3 separate regions of the Zea mays genome follow, and all the other regions are linked to region 3. The links are chromatin contacts, called in public Hi-C maps. All regions are on one chromosome and are shown on one strand. Each heading gives the region's core, a stretch centred on a gene start, on an enhancer-like site or on the middle of the called end of the contact. The rest is flanking DNA. Distances are from core to core; before and after follow the strand shown. Region 1 holds the start of LOC100273084 (lysine ketoglutarate reductase trans-splicing 1). Region 2 holds the start of LOC100283502 (nodulin-like protein). Region 3 holds the start of LOC100283904.

Region 1 (3,845 bases), core at 867-3,366, 290 kb before region 3:
TAGCAAAATTGTCAGAAAACTGCAGCACCAACAACAAAACAATCAGGAAGCTGAGTTAAACAAAATGCCATAAATGGATCTGAAAATTTTCATTATCATGAAAACTGGGGGAAGGCATTATTTTCATTTTTGAGCTCGTTGACGCTGTTGTCAAAAGTACCTTCTTCACAGCTCTGTTTATATTTGCTTTCTGCTCAACTCCAACAGTAAAGGTAACAAGGTACTTTGGTTTGAAAGGCAGGTCCTGTATATTCAAGATCAAATATCAGCATAGAACATTGCAAGCAACAAAATGCAGAAACAGTGCAAAACTTTGATTTTCCAGTTTCGATTATCTGTGAATCCAATCAAGAAATAGAGAGCTTCAGATCAGTATATGCTTGTAGCACATGTCAAAAGAAGCACAAGACACAAAATCCAGAAATGTGAAGAAGACAAAGAAAGAACAAACGTGAGAAGGAGCATATGCTTAAAGCATGTGTCAAGAGAACTATAAAAAATCTAAAATTAGGTTTCCACTGTAGTTCTCAACATGTCCAGCTATAAATATATCAAACGCACTCGGAGAAGATTGGTGAGGTGATGGTGCATGAGAAAATATACCTCACTTGGGTCTCCCCATAACCTGCGCAAATGGAAGTCAGACTCTGATACAACGATACCTGGTGCTAGCCCCTCTGCACCCTTGGGGTTCGTTGGGACATAAATCTACAGATCATCAAAGAAAAAACTCATCAGACAAACTAAAATATATCAGGAAATAGCAAACACTCTATTCGCTATTTATAAGCATCTGATATTCAAGGAGAATATCACGTTAAATGGATACCGTTCAAATAGCCATAGTACTCCACAACTAAGTCAAGTCATGTGACAGAGTAATACAACTAACTAACCTTTAAGGTACTGTTTGAAGTCGGTTCGGTACCATTTCCCCTTGCGTTTCTGGCAGAAGTCCAAGCATGATTGAGTATAGCTTGGGTCGTGAGTCCAGCGTCTTTGTCTTCAATGTACGAAATAAAGCTATCTGGAAAGTGAAGCTGGCGTATTCGAAACAGACATAAGTAACTGCTCAATTAGTTGAGGTATTGCTGTTACGTGGAGGTTACTATCATTAATACCTTTGTTATGCTGACCGAAGGGAATGAAATCCCAATGAAAAAGCCAAGGACTGCTCCAATAACCGTTACCATAACAAGCCTCATGCTTCCGTTTGGGAATCTAAGCATACTATGAACGTCAACAAGAGCAGAAGATATTAGCATGCAACGCTAGCCGTCCAGAAGCCAACAGCTCGAGTGGAGACAAGCATGTAGGTTTACAAACCTGCGAGCAATAGATGCGAGCTTCGCCATGCTCTAGTACAAGGATGCAGCTAGAGGAGCAATACAGCTGCGAGCGACAAATGCTAAGCATCATATGTGGAGATCATAATGGCGGCGGCTTTGTTATGCAGACAGGAAGGAAGCCTGGAGAAAACACAGACATTGACAATCCATCGTCAGAAGGCCTCCAATCGAAATATGGTTTTCATCTCCTTTTGAATTTGCATAGCATTACAAAGCTACTAACAAGCAACCACAATGGTTGGGCTGCGTCCAAAAGTATGAGCAATGCCCCCAAGTATGCGGTTTCTACTCGCTTTGCTGCTAAGAAGTGGGGCGCACAAACAGTGCAGCACCACAAGATTCTGTGCGTGTAGGACGAACTTGTGCAGGCCAAGTATACGGAATTACTAACAAGTTTTTTGTTGTTGTTACTTTCTCGTACGAGGAGTAAAAAAAGAAATAAAGTAATACTCGGAAAGAAGAGATCTTGTTTGGACTTCTCGGCCGGCGGCAGCATTATTGTAGTACAAGTGGGGTATCTAGTACGGCGAATCGGACGAAATCGAAACCGAGGGCGGAAGGAAAGAGGCGCGGGTTTTGGCAGGAAAGCGAACCTGGCGTCCGTCCGCGCCGGCCGGCGGACGGAGCTGAATAATACCGCAGCGCCGGTGCTGGTATGTTCCGGTTGCGACGGAGGGGGAGCGGGCCGAGCGATGAGCCACCAGCCGTGCCCCCTGCCCGTGGGTACGGCGGCGGCGTGGGAAGAGGAGGGGGCGAGGAGCGGAGCGCGTGGGCAGGCAGGCGGGGGCAGGGGAGGCAGGCGCGCGCGTTTATATGCGTGAGGCGGAGGGTGGGGGAGGGCGGAAGTCGTGCGCTGCGCCTGCGCGGCGCGGCAATGTCAGTTGGAAACTTGGAAGGGATGGGTGGATGGCTGGCTGGATCGATCGATCGATCGATCAATCAAGCCGGAGGAGAGGAGAGGAGCTAGGCCAGGCCAGGAAGGCAGGAAGCCAAACCAAGGGAAAGTTGGAGACGACAGGGAGAAAGGAGAGGGACGCCACCCAACGAACCAACCGCAGCAACTTGCGCCCTCGACGGGGCCGTCCTCCCGCCGTCGGATCCTGGACCACGCGTATTCTTCCTGACCTACCTATTGGTACTACATGGGCCTAGACAGCTCGGTCGGTCGTCCATCCCTGGACTTTGGGATGTCCATGTGTTTGTGTTGTTTGTTGCCAACGTTCCAAACGTTTTTTCAGTTTATTTAGCTCCTTTCTCGTTGACAGTTCCTTCTCAAAAACCAAAATTAGGCTAAGTTGAGATCAAAAAGTATAAGTTTATCTTGGCAGCAAATCGATTCGGCGTCAACATGACTATTTATGCACCCTTTTGTTTTCTTCTGACCGATGCTTGAAAAAACATAATGCTCCGTTTAGACGTTAATATTGGAAGGTACGAATTGATTTTGGTATCAAATTAGACATGATATTGAAATGAGATGTAATCCCAATTCTATTGTTTGGATGTCAATATATTAGATTCTAGTATAGATGAGCATGCAGCCCGAGGCCCGGTTGTCCGGCACGAGGTCTATTTTTTTGGCCCAGCCCAAACATGGCACGACCCGGCTGGGTTTGTACCCTGGCCAATAAATCAGGTCGTGCCTAGGCTACCGGCAGTGCCCACCAGGCAGCACGGTCGGCCCGCCAGAAAACGGCACGCACGGGGCCGGCCCGGTGTCGGGGTGCGAGGGGTAAGGCCCGACCGCCCACACGACATCCGCCCTCCCTCCTCATCTCATCCAAGTGTCCCACTCCCACACAACATCTCCTCTCCCCACTCGAATTGCTTGTCCCGTCGTCTGCGGTCCGCCCGCCGCACGGTCACCGCCTCGCCGTCACCACTACCAGATCTCCGTCACCGGCGACATCGGTGGGTCTCCTACTCTCCTTCCGTGCGGCTCGCCCCACTCCGGCTTTCCCTTGGTCCCTCCCCAATCTAGAAATCCCTAACCCTAATCTTGTCGTCGTTGGTTGTCGGCTCGTCGCGTGTCGTCGTGCCCTAGACCCTCGTCTCTGACTCCGGGCTCCGGCTTGGTAGGTACATTCCTCTCTGACTCTCCCTCCCCAATCGGTAATCCCTAACCCTAACCCTAATCTCCTCTTCGCTGCTTGGTTGTGGGCTTTGGTAGGTTGCGGGCTGACTACATCGTGGTCGTGCTGGTGCCGACAAGGCCGTTGAGGTACGGTACCAAGAAGGGCGCATGGATGACGACGACGACCGGTACCGTAGAACTATCAATGACGAGCTTGTTGAGTTAGGACAACTTCCCGATGACGTCGACGACATGGGAGATGCTATTGTTGCCTTTATTCGGTGTTAGTAGCAGTCATACTGCCATCGACCTAGAGGGGACACCTGCCAAGCCAGTTAGTGATGCTGCTGGCTCTAATGTATTTGATTCTTTGACTTCTTCAAGCACTGGTAAGCGTCGATTTGCTGTTTGGGATGACTTCA
Region 2 (3,907 bases), core at 180-2,679, 270 kb after region 3:
GAAGACGATGGACTACCTTATTTCTCAAACCAAACACCTTAATATATAGCTACTTGAATCACCCTTTTATACTTTAAGATTTAGAACTTGTATTGTTTAAATGTTGCGACTCGGGCACCATGGGCACTAGACTACATTTCTAATCTATCCTCAGTGTGGACATGTCATTATATTGAAATCTTTGGATACTCCAAAAGAAATCCAAAAGAAAGGTACGATAACTTCCATACAGCTCTTACAAGATGCACCTCGAGGATCTTGATCTCTTGATTTAAGACTAAAAAGAAGTACGACATCACAATAACTATCAGACACGTCTTCTCCGATATGTATGAAAAGTCGTATGTGGTATTATAATATATATATGCTCTCTATATATTTTAATTGATTGTGTATTATATATCATGCAGTGCCCCAAACAATCATCAGGGATAATATCATATAGGTACTACACTTGTGAGGACAAATTTAGCATTAGCTAAAAACAGCTAAAGGCTTATTCGTTTCACCCTTAACTCATATGGATTGTGTGGTATTGAGTCGGTTTAAATCCATAGCAAGTCAAAATCCAGTTCAATCTGTTTCAATACACTCAATTCATATGAAATTGGAATAATCGAACTAGACCTAAAGAGTGCACAAGACTAGTGGAAAATGGAACGAGCCAACCGTTGCAGACAAATATATATGGATCAAATAGCGGACTATAAAATATTACAAACCAAATACGCATATGACATGTGCAACTTCTTCGTGTTAACATAAATTAAGGAGATTTTTGGGCTCGGTTATAGGAGGAACACTCAAAGACCATCTAGCTAGTTCATCGCCAGCTATTACTTACTATATCAAAGTCAAGGTTGATGGGATTCTTAATTTGCCTTTCATTTATGGTATTGGCTATGTTAATTAAACTCGGTGTGTAAACTTTACAATAATAATTTTGGGCCCATGTCTTTTTTCTGCAAACTTCAAAAAAAATCCGTGTCAGAGAGACAGACAGATGGTAGATCTAGGAAGAAAGTAGAGTGGCTTATCGAAAAAGGTAAAGAAAGTGTAACAATAATGGGCAAGCAAAGCGCATTACCATACTCATCCCTCTTTGCACTAACAAATCCACGAGCTAGCTAATAACCGGATTATTCACATGTTTCTTAAGTGCAGCAGATATACCCAAAGTGCTAAGGCAAACGACCACATCAACTCTTTCCGAAGACACGAGGAGCTTGGATGGAGAGAGCTAGGAAGATGACTCTTGCCCAAACACACCAGAAAAAATTGTGATTCAGAGGAGGCCAACATGAAAAAAAAAGCTACACACACATACACACACACACTAGTCTAGCTAACTTTGGAACATCCAACCAGAGGAGGAGATCATGCAGCATCTTCATCTTTATATAAGGCTGCCCCCCTCCTCTCCTTTGCTATTCAGTGTAGCCAGCAGGTAGCTGCATCAGCTAGCTAGCTAGATAGACACTTAGACAGGCATAAAACCATCTCGGGCACTCGTTCCCTGCACAAGTGTAGGAGAGAGCTGAGGCCTGCTGGCCATGGACACCACCAGCAAGAAAGCCTACGGGGTTGCCGTCGTCATACAGCTCATCTACACCGGCATGTACGTCGTCTCCAAGGCGGCATTCGACCATGGCATGAGCACCTACGTGTTCATCTTCTACCGCCAGGCGGCCGCCACTGCGCTGTTGCTCCCCATAGCCATTGTGCTTGAAAGGTATAACAGCTCAACAGCCGACTCAACTTGACTAAGGATAAGCAGCAGCAGTCTACTCTGCATAATTAAAACTGCAAATTGCTTTTTTCCCCATGTGATGAATATATAATAGCTTGGTGAAATTGCTGATATCGATATATCTGTGATTGATTCGATCGCAGGAAGAATGCACCACCCATGTCATTCAGGCTGTTTTTGAAGCTGTTCTTCTATGCATTGCTTGGGTATGTAACTGACATTACATCCATCCAATCAGTGGTATCAGCAGCTTCCTGTTACTGAATACAACTACTGATGGTTAACACCATATTGTATACATATATGACATGTATGTATGTGGTGTCTCCTTTTGAACTTTTTGTAGCAACACATTGAGCATGAATCTGTACAACATAAGCCTCAAGTACACCTCTGCAACAGTGGCATCGGCAACGAGCAACTCTGTCCCTGTGGTCACCTTCTTCCTGGCAGTCCTGTTAAGGTATATACATAAAGCAGAAAAAGGAACTCATCATTAGCTAGCACACCTATGTCACTATTATGTTCATTCACATATATATTATGCATGCAGGCTGGAAGTGGTTCGGCTGAGAAGCCCGTCAGGCATGGCGAAGGCGGCGGGCGTGGCGCTGTGCCTGGCCGGGGTCCTGACCATCGCGCTGTACACTGGGCCGTCGATGAGCCCGGTGAACCACCACCGCGCCTTCGCGGCGCACCAGCAGCACCCCCATCCCCATGCCGATGGCGGCGGCGGCGGCAAGGGGACGTGGATCAAGGGCACGTTCCTGATGCTGCTGTCCAACACGACGTGGTCCCTCTGGATCGTGCTGCAGGCGTCGCTGCTCAAGGAGTACCCCAACAAGCTGCTGTCCACGCTGGTGCAGTGCGCGCTCAGCACCGCCCAGTCCTTCCTCCTCGCCGTCGCCGTCGAGCGGGACCCCGCCGCCTGGAAGCTGCAGCTCGACGTCGGCCTCCTCGCCGTCGCCTACTCCGTGAGTAGCTAGCTAAGCACTAGCAGCAGCAGTCGTATTAGACAGATGAATCGAAAGCAACGTACGACGATGAATTAATGTACTAACAATATATGCGTGCGTGCATATATGTGTGGTATGCAGGGTCTGGTGGTGACGGGCGTGTCGTTCTACCTGCAGGCGTGGTGCATCGAGAAGCGCGGGCCCGTGTTCCTGGCCATGTCCAACCCGCTGGGCCTGCTGCTCACCATCTTCTGCTCCTCCTTCTTCCTCGGCGAGATCGTGCGCCTGGGCAGCCTCCTCGGCAGCGGCCTCCTCGTCGGAGGGCTCTACAGCGTCCTCTGGGGCAAGAGCAAGGACCACCTCCACCAGGAGCATCAAGACGACGAAGAGAAGCAGCAGCAGCAGCCGAGCGCAGCAGGCGGAGACAACCAGAAGCAGCTCAAGGAGCAGTTCGCAATGGAGCCATCATCGCCACTGCGCCATCAGTCCGGATGATGAGGAATGGTCTACGCGTGTATGTGTGTGAGTAGGTTCTACGTACGTGCCTATGTCTTAATGTCTATGTGGTGGGTCTGGGCGTATCCAACTCCGATGCACATGGATGGTCTCTTGTTCGCCCGATGACGATCGTCCTCTCCTCTCTTCTGGACATGCATATTGCTTTTCTAATTGGGCCAAAATTGTAGCAGCTAGCTAGCCCACTGGCCGAGCACATAGCCCATCTGGGACGTATCGATGCCGCGTCGCTTGTATGTGCCGGTACATTATCACAATAGTCAAAAATTAATATAAAACAAATCTACGTGGTAAAAAATCACTATAACATTAATATTATATTAAGGTTGATATAAACATTTAATATTATTATAAATACACCGACTCAACAGCACAATCACAAAACAATAATATGTGATACATTATTTAAGTTTGTAAGTTGTTAGTTAGTTGGACTTGTAATACACGGATTTAATTGATAATAACCACATGGTTATAAAAGAAATTTGTTGTATTGTGCCATAGAAACTATTTTGCTGCGTATTGTATATCATAATTAGGTTGATAATACCATACTAAAAGAAAACGTGTTTGGTATAGGGAATTATCAAAAATGAGTTAGGAGTACATAATAAGTTAGGAGAGTGCATCAGGCTAGCAGGGCACACGTTGAAATCAATCTCGAAGCTCATGACTCATAGTCATA
Region 3 (3,970 bases), core at 501-3,000:
CTTAGACTCTTTCACTTATGTGCGGTACTGGCCTCCGTAAGGAGTTAAATGTTGTAACCCCTGGTCTACTATAGACCTTTTTTTCCTCTTCTTAATATAATTTAAGGCGCAGTTCCCCTGCGCTTTCGAGAAAAAAAAGGACACACTAAAAATGTTTTAATCTGTGAAGCATTGACATAGTTTAAATGAAAATAACTCGTCTGTAGTTTATCATCATTAATCAACCACATGAAGTTTTGCAGGGTCTCAGTGGATCAGCCACTACTATACTCACTCTACACTCTAGTTTGCATGTCAAATGGACACCCCAACCTCACAAATGAGTTTTTCTGTTGATTACAATTTTCTAGGGTCAAATATGGACAACTTTGATATGCATAACTACTGAGATTAAAGTAGGCACAAGCCCAACTCAGATAAAGTAGCAACACATGTGAATCTTTGTCTCCTTGAAGTAAGAGGCTGTAGAGCCACAGGGCCATCGATATTCCATGCACAAACAACAGCATAGTAACAGGCCAGGTCTTAAAATGACAAGCATAGCATAGTTAAACCAACATATTCTGGGCACAGACAACAGCATAGTAACAGGCAAGGTCTTAAAATGACAAGCATATCATAGCTAAACCAACATATTCCAGGCACAGACAACAGCATAGTAACAGGCTAGGTCTTAGAATGACAAGCATAGCATAGCTAAACCAACATATTCCGCACAGACAACAGCATAGTAACAGGCCAGGTCTTAAAATGACAAGCATAGCATAGTTAAACCAACACATTCCAGGCACAAACAACAGCATAGTAACAGGTAAGGCTGAGGCCCTAGAATGACAAGCATATCATAGCTAAATCAACATATAGTACACAACAACTCATGTTGCTTATCGCAAGAAAGAAAGTCGCATCAATTTCACAATGAAACAACATGAAATACAAAACCTAGTCATTTTCGTCAGTCGAATAAGAGTACAAGACAGAAAATCTACTCATTTCCATCGACCAATTAGCCTTGTAAGTTGTAATATAGTAGTATAGGCCAGGATAATCAAATCATTCATCCTACATTGCTAATTGCTTGGTCTAAGCCTGGCGACAGTTTTTTTTCCCTGAGAATCAATTAGCATGGACATGTACAAAGGATGGCAACTGCAATCAGAGTATTACAGTACCTAACTCCGGCGTCTCCGACGATGCCGATGGCCATGCCGGCAGCGAGGCCAGCGAGGCCGCAGGCGAGTCCGGAGGAGAGGTGCGCGTAGCCGTCGAAGAGGAAGTAGGGCTTGGCCTTGGGGTTGATCCCGGTGGAGATGATGACGGCGATGATGAGGCCGTAGATGCCGAGTACTCCCGCCATGACGACGGGGACGATGGACTTCATGACGAGCTCGGGGCGCATGACGCCCATGGAGGCGACGCCGACGCCGCTCTTGGCCGTCCCGTAGGCGGCGCCCATGCCTAGGCACCAGCCGAGGTGATGGGAGTGAGGAATGGATGGTTGGATCCGGCTGGTGAAAGAGACAGAGAAGGGAGGGAGGGAGATCTGATGGGTGCTTACAGGAGAAGACGAGCGCGGCGGCGGCGCCGAGGAAGCCGAAGAAGGGCGCCGTCTCGTCGCCGCTGAAGGTGGAGGCCGCCATGGGTGGAGGTGGAGGTGGAGAAGAGGACGGCGCGGGATCTCTTCTTGCTCTCGCCGACCGGAGAGGACGGACAGGGTCAGGCCACGACGCAGCTTCTCCGCTTGGATCTGCGAGTCGCCCCGTTTCTTCTTTCGTCTTTCTGTGGACTAAAAAAAGGGAGTTACTATTCCTTCATGGGCTGATGGGCCGGGATTTAGATGCCTCTTTGGGCTAGGCCCGGTCTCCATGAAATGCAGACTGTTTTGGTATTCCAAAGGATACTTTTTTTTTGTCTTCTCGGTCCATCATCCAGAGATGACAGCGGGTCGAATTATATTCGGGTATAACAATAACTGATCCAATATCATACATAAACCTTCTATAAATATCTATACCCACCAATTCAATCGGGCAAAAAAATATACCCGTACTCGCGCCCACCGGGTACCCGTCGGGTATCGGGTATCCGGTGGATATGCTACTGCAAAATATAAATCAGCATGTAAATTAATGAGCAACACAGTTTATGACAGCTGAGAGTTGATGAACAGCATCATAACATATGAAATTGATAAGCAAAGCAACATTACAAATTTACAAATCATATTACAATTCATGAGTCATGATAAAGACCAGGACTACAGGTCCACACAGTTCAATGTTATTGACAGTTGACACTTGACAGAATGACCGCTCACACAACACAGTGATAGCAAGTCCATGATGTTCATATAGTAGCAGCCAGCCAGCAACTTCATAGTAGCAGCAGCCAACAAGTTCATAGTAGCAACAGCCGGCAAGCCATGATGTTCATATAGTAGCAGGTAGCCAGCAACTTCATAGTAGCAACAGCCGGCAAGCCCCAACAAAGTGATAGATTGCAGTAGCAAGCAAGCCCCAACATCAATATCATGGATCAATGATTTTAGATTGCATGACATCCTAACAAAGTGACAGATCATACAATTATTCAAATATAAATTTAGTAAAATATAGAATGGCTAAATTTCAATATATCGTTGATTCATCCTCATCATCAAGACAAGTCATGAGTGCATTAAGTACATGAGATCTATGACCTAATCTTTACTACTATTAAGACGGTAAGGGGTAGGCTGCCATTCCTGGTTCTGCCATTTCCATTTCCATTCCCATGTCTCTGGTCGTACAATCGTCTGACAGGTGGGTCCCACAACCGTGGCCTCTTCTCTGTTTCCCATTCCCACACCTCTGTGCCACATTTCCCATTCCCATACCTGTGTATTGAGTTTGACAGGTGGTCCCACACACATGGCATTTCTGCCTCTTCTCCGTTTCCCCTACCCACATATGCGTCGTTCTGGCAGGTGGGTCTCATTTCCCATTCCCAAACCTGTGCTCCGCGTATATGACCAAATTTTACCAAAGAAGTTATCTGTGTGGGGTCACAACCATGACCAACCAAGACTACACAAGTTGTATACGCACTGCAACTTATAAACAGGTGTGTACACAGTTTAGTGGCTGATGTGGTACTAAGTTTAGCACTTTAGCTTGCAAATACGAAGCACACGCGTCCTGGGAGGCCCATCTGCTTGTTATGGCCCAGACCAAGGCCCAGTATCATAGCAACCGCTCTCTCCCGGGTCAGCGCCTCAGCGGACTCCCCCCTCCGGCCCTCCCCCAATCCCCACCCCCGCTTGTCATCTCCCCCGTCCGTCTCCACGACCTCCTCCTCCAGCTCTCCCTGCTACCGCGTGACGAAACCGCCCATACAACAACCGCGCTGCCGCTACAACCTCACTCTACATAGCGCGAACTATGACTCCATCAAGCCGACCATGGACAAGGAGGAAGAGCGCGAGATCGGGCCTGGGCGGCACGGACATCACGTGTTCCAGGTGCGCGACGGCGAGGGACCTGCTTTGCTCCAACCTTGTCATCACGTCGTCCTAGACATGTCCCTTAGGCCGCGGTGTGCGGATCCAGTCCTACCTTCCTCGAATTTGGTGTCCTCTCACCCGAAAGGGGGCGAGTGCTGCACGGCCCACCGACGCATGGCACGTGGAGCCCCGTAGACGCGGACTTGGTGGAGCTGCTCCTAGAGGGCTTCGTCAAGAGGACGAGCGATAGGGAGCTGGTGCGGCCACCGACAACGACGCCACAGAAGGAGGTCCTCGTGCACGTGGCCATGGGTGGTTTCGTCACGCACTATGGGTAGAACTCCATCCTGGAGAACCTATGGTTCGGGGTGCCCATGGTATCATTGCCGCTATACATGGAGCAGCACCTGAGCACATTCGCGCTGGTGGCTGACATGGGCGTCGCTATGGCGATGGACGTGGACAGGAGGAAGGGACACTTTATGGGCC

The links. A called contact is a pair of places that touch in the nucleus more often than the background predicts.
Region 1: a contact with region 3 is called in a Hi-C map of ear, with 2.4 times the contacts expected there. The contact joins the promoter of LOC100273084 here to the promoter of LOC100283904 in region 3. A contact is called at or near these places in 2 of 25 Hi-C or Micro-C datasets (ear and tassel).
Region 2: a Hi-C map of ear shows a contact between it and region 3, with 5 times the contacts expected there. The contact joins the promoter of LOC100283502 here to the promoter of LOC100283904 in region 3. A contact is called at or near these places in 13 of 25 Hi-C or Micro-C datasets (bundle sheath, ear, endosperm and 5 more) and 1 of 3 datasets of contacts at active chromatin or transcription factors (leaf).

The regions. Positions count from the first base shown.
Region 1 is chr6:47,748,847-47,752,691 of Zm-B73-REFERENCE-NAM-5.0, forward strand. It overlaps LOC100273084 (lysine ketoglutarate reductase trans-splicing 1), which reads right to left and starts at 2,117. Exons shown (of 15, transcript NM_001147533.1): 1 at 1,943-2,117; 2 at 1,327-1,469; 3 at 1,122-1,230; 4 at 897-1,040; 5 at 604-708; 6 at 161-244; 7 at 1-19. The coding sequence starts at 1,355.
Region 2 is chr6:48,307,497-48,311,403 of Zm-B73-REFERENCE-NAM-5.0, forward strand. LOC100283502 (nodulin-like protein) reads left to right here and starts at 1,430. Exons shown (of 5, transcript NM_001375357.1): 1 at 1,430-1,732; 2 at 1,894-1,956; 3 at 2,097-2,213; 4 at 2,304-2,724; 5 at 2,848-3,386. The coding sequence starts at 1,554. The coding sequence ends at 3,201.
Region 3 is chr6:48,039,828-48,043,797 of Zm-B73-REFERENCE-NAM-5.0, forward strand. It overlaps LOC100283904, which reads right to left and starts at 1,751. Exons shown (of 3, transcript NM_001156802.1): 1 at 1,559-1,751; 2 at 1,173-1,458. The coding sequence starts at 1,640.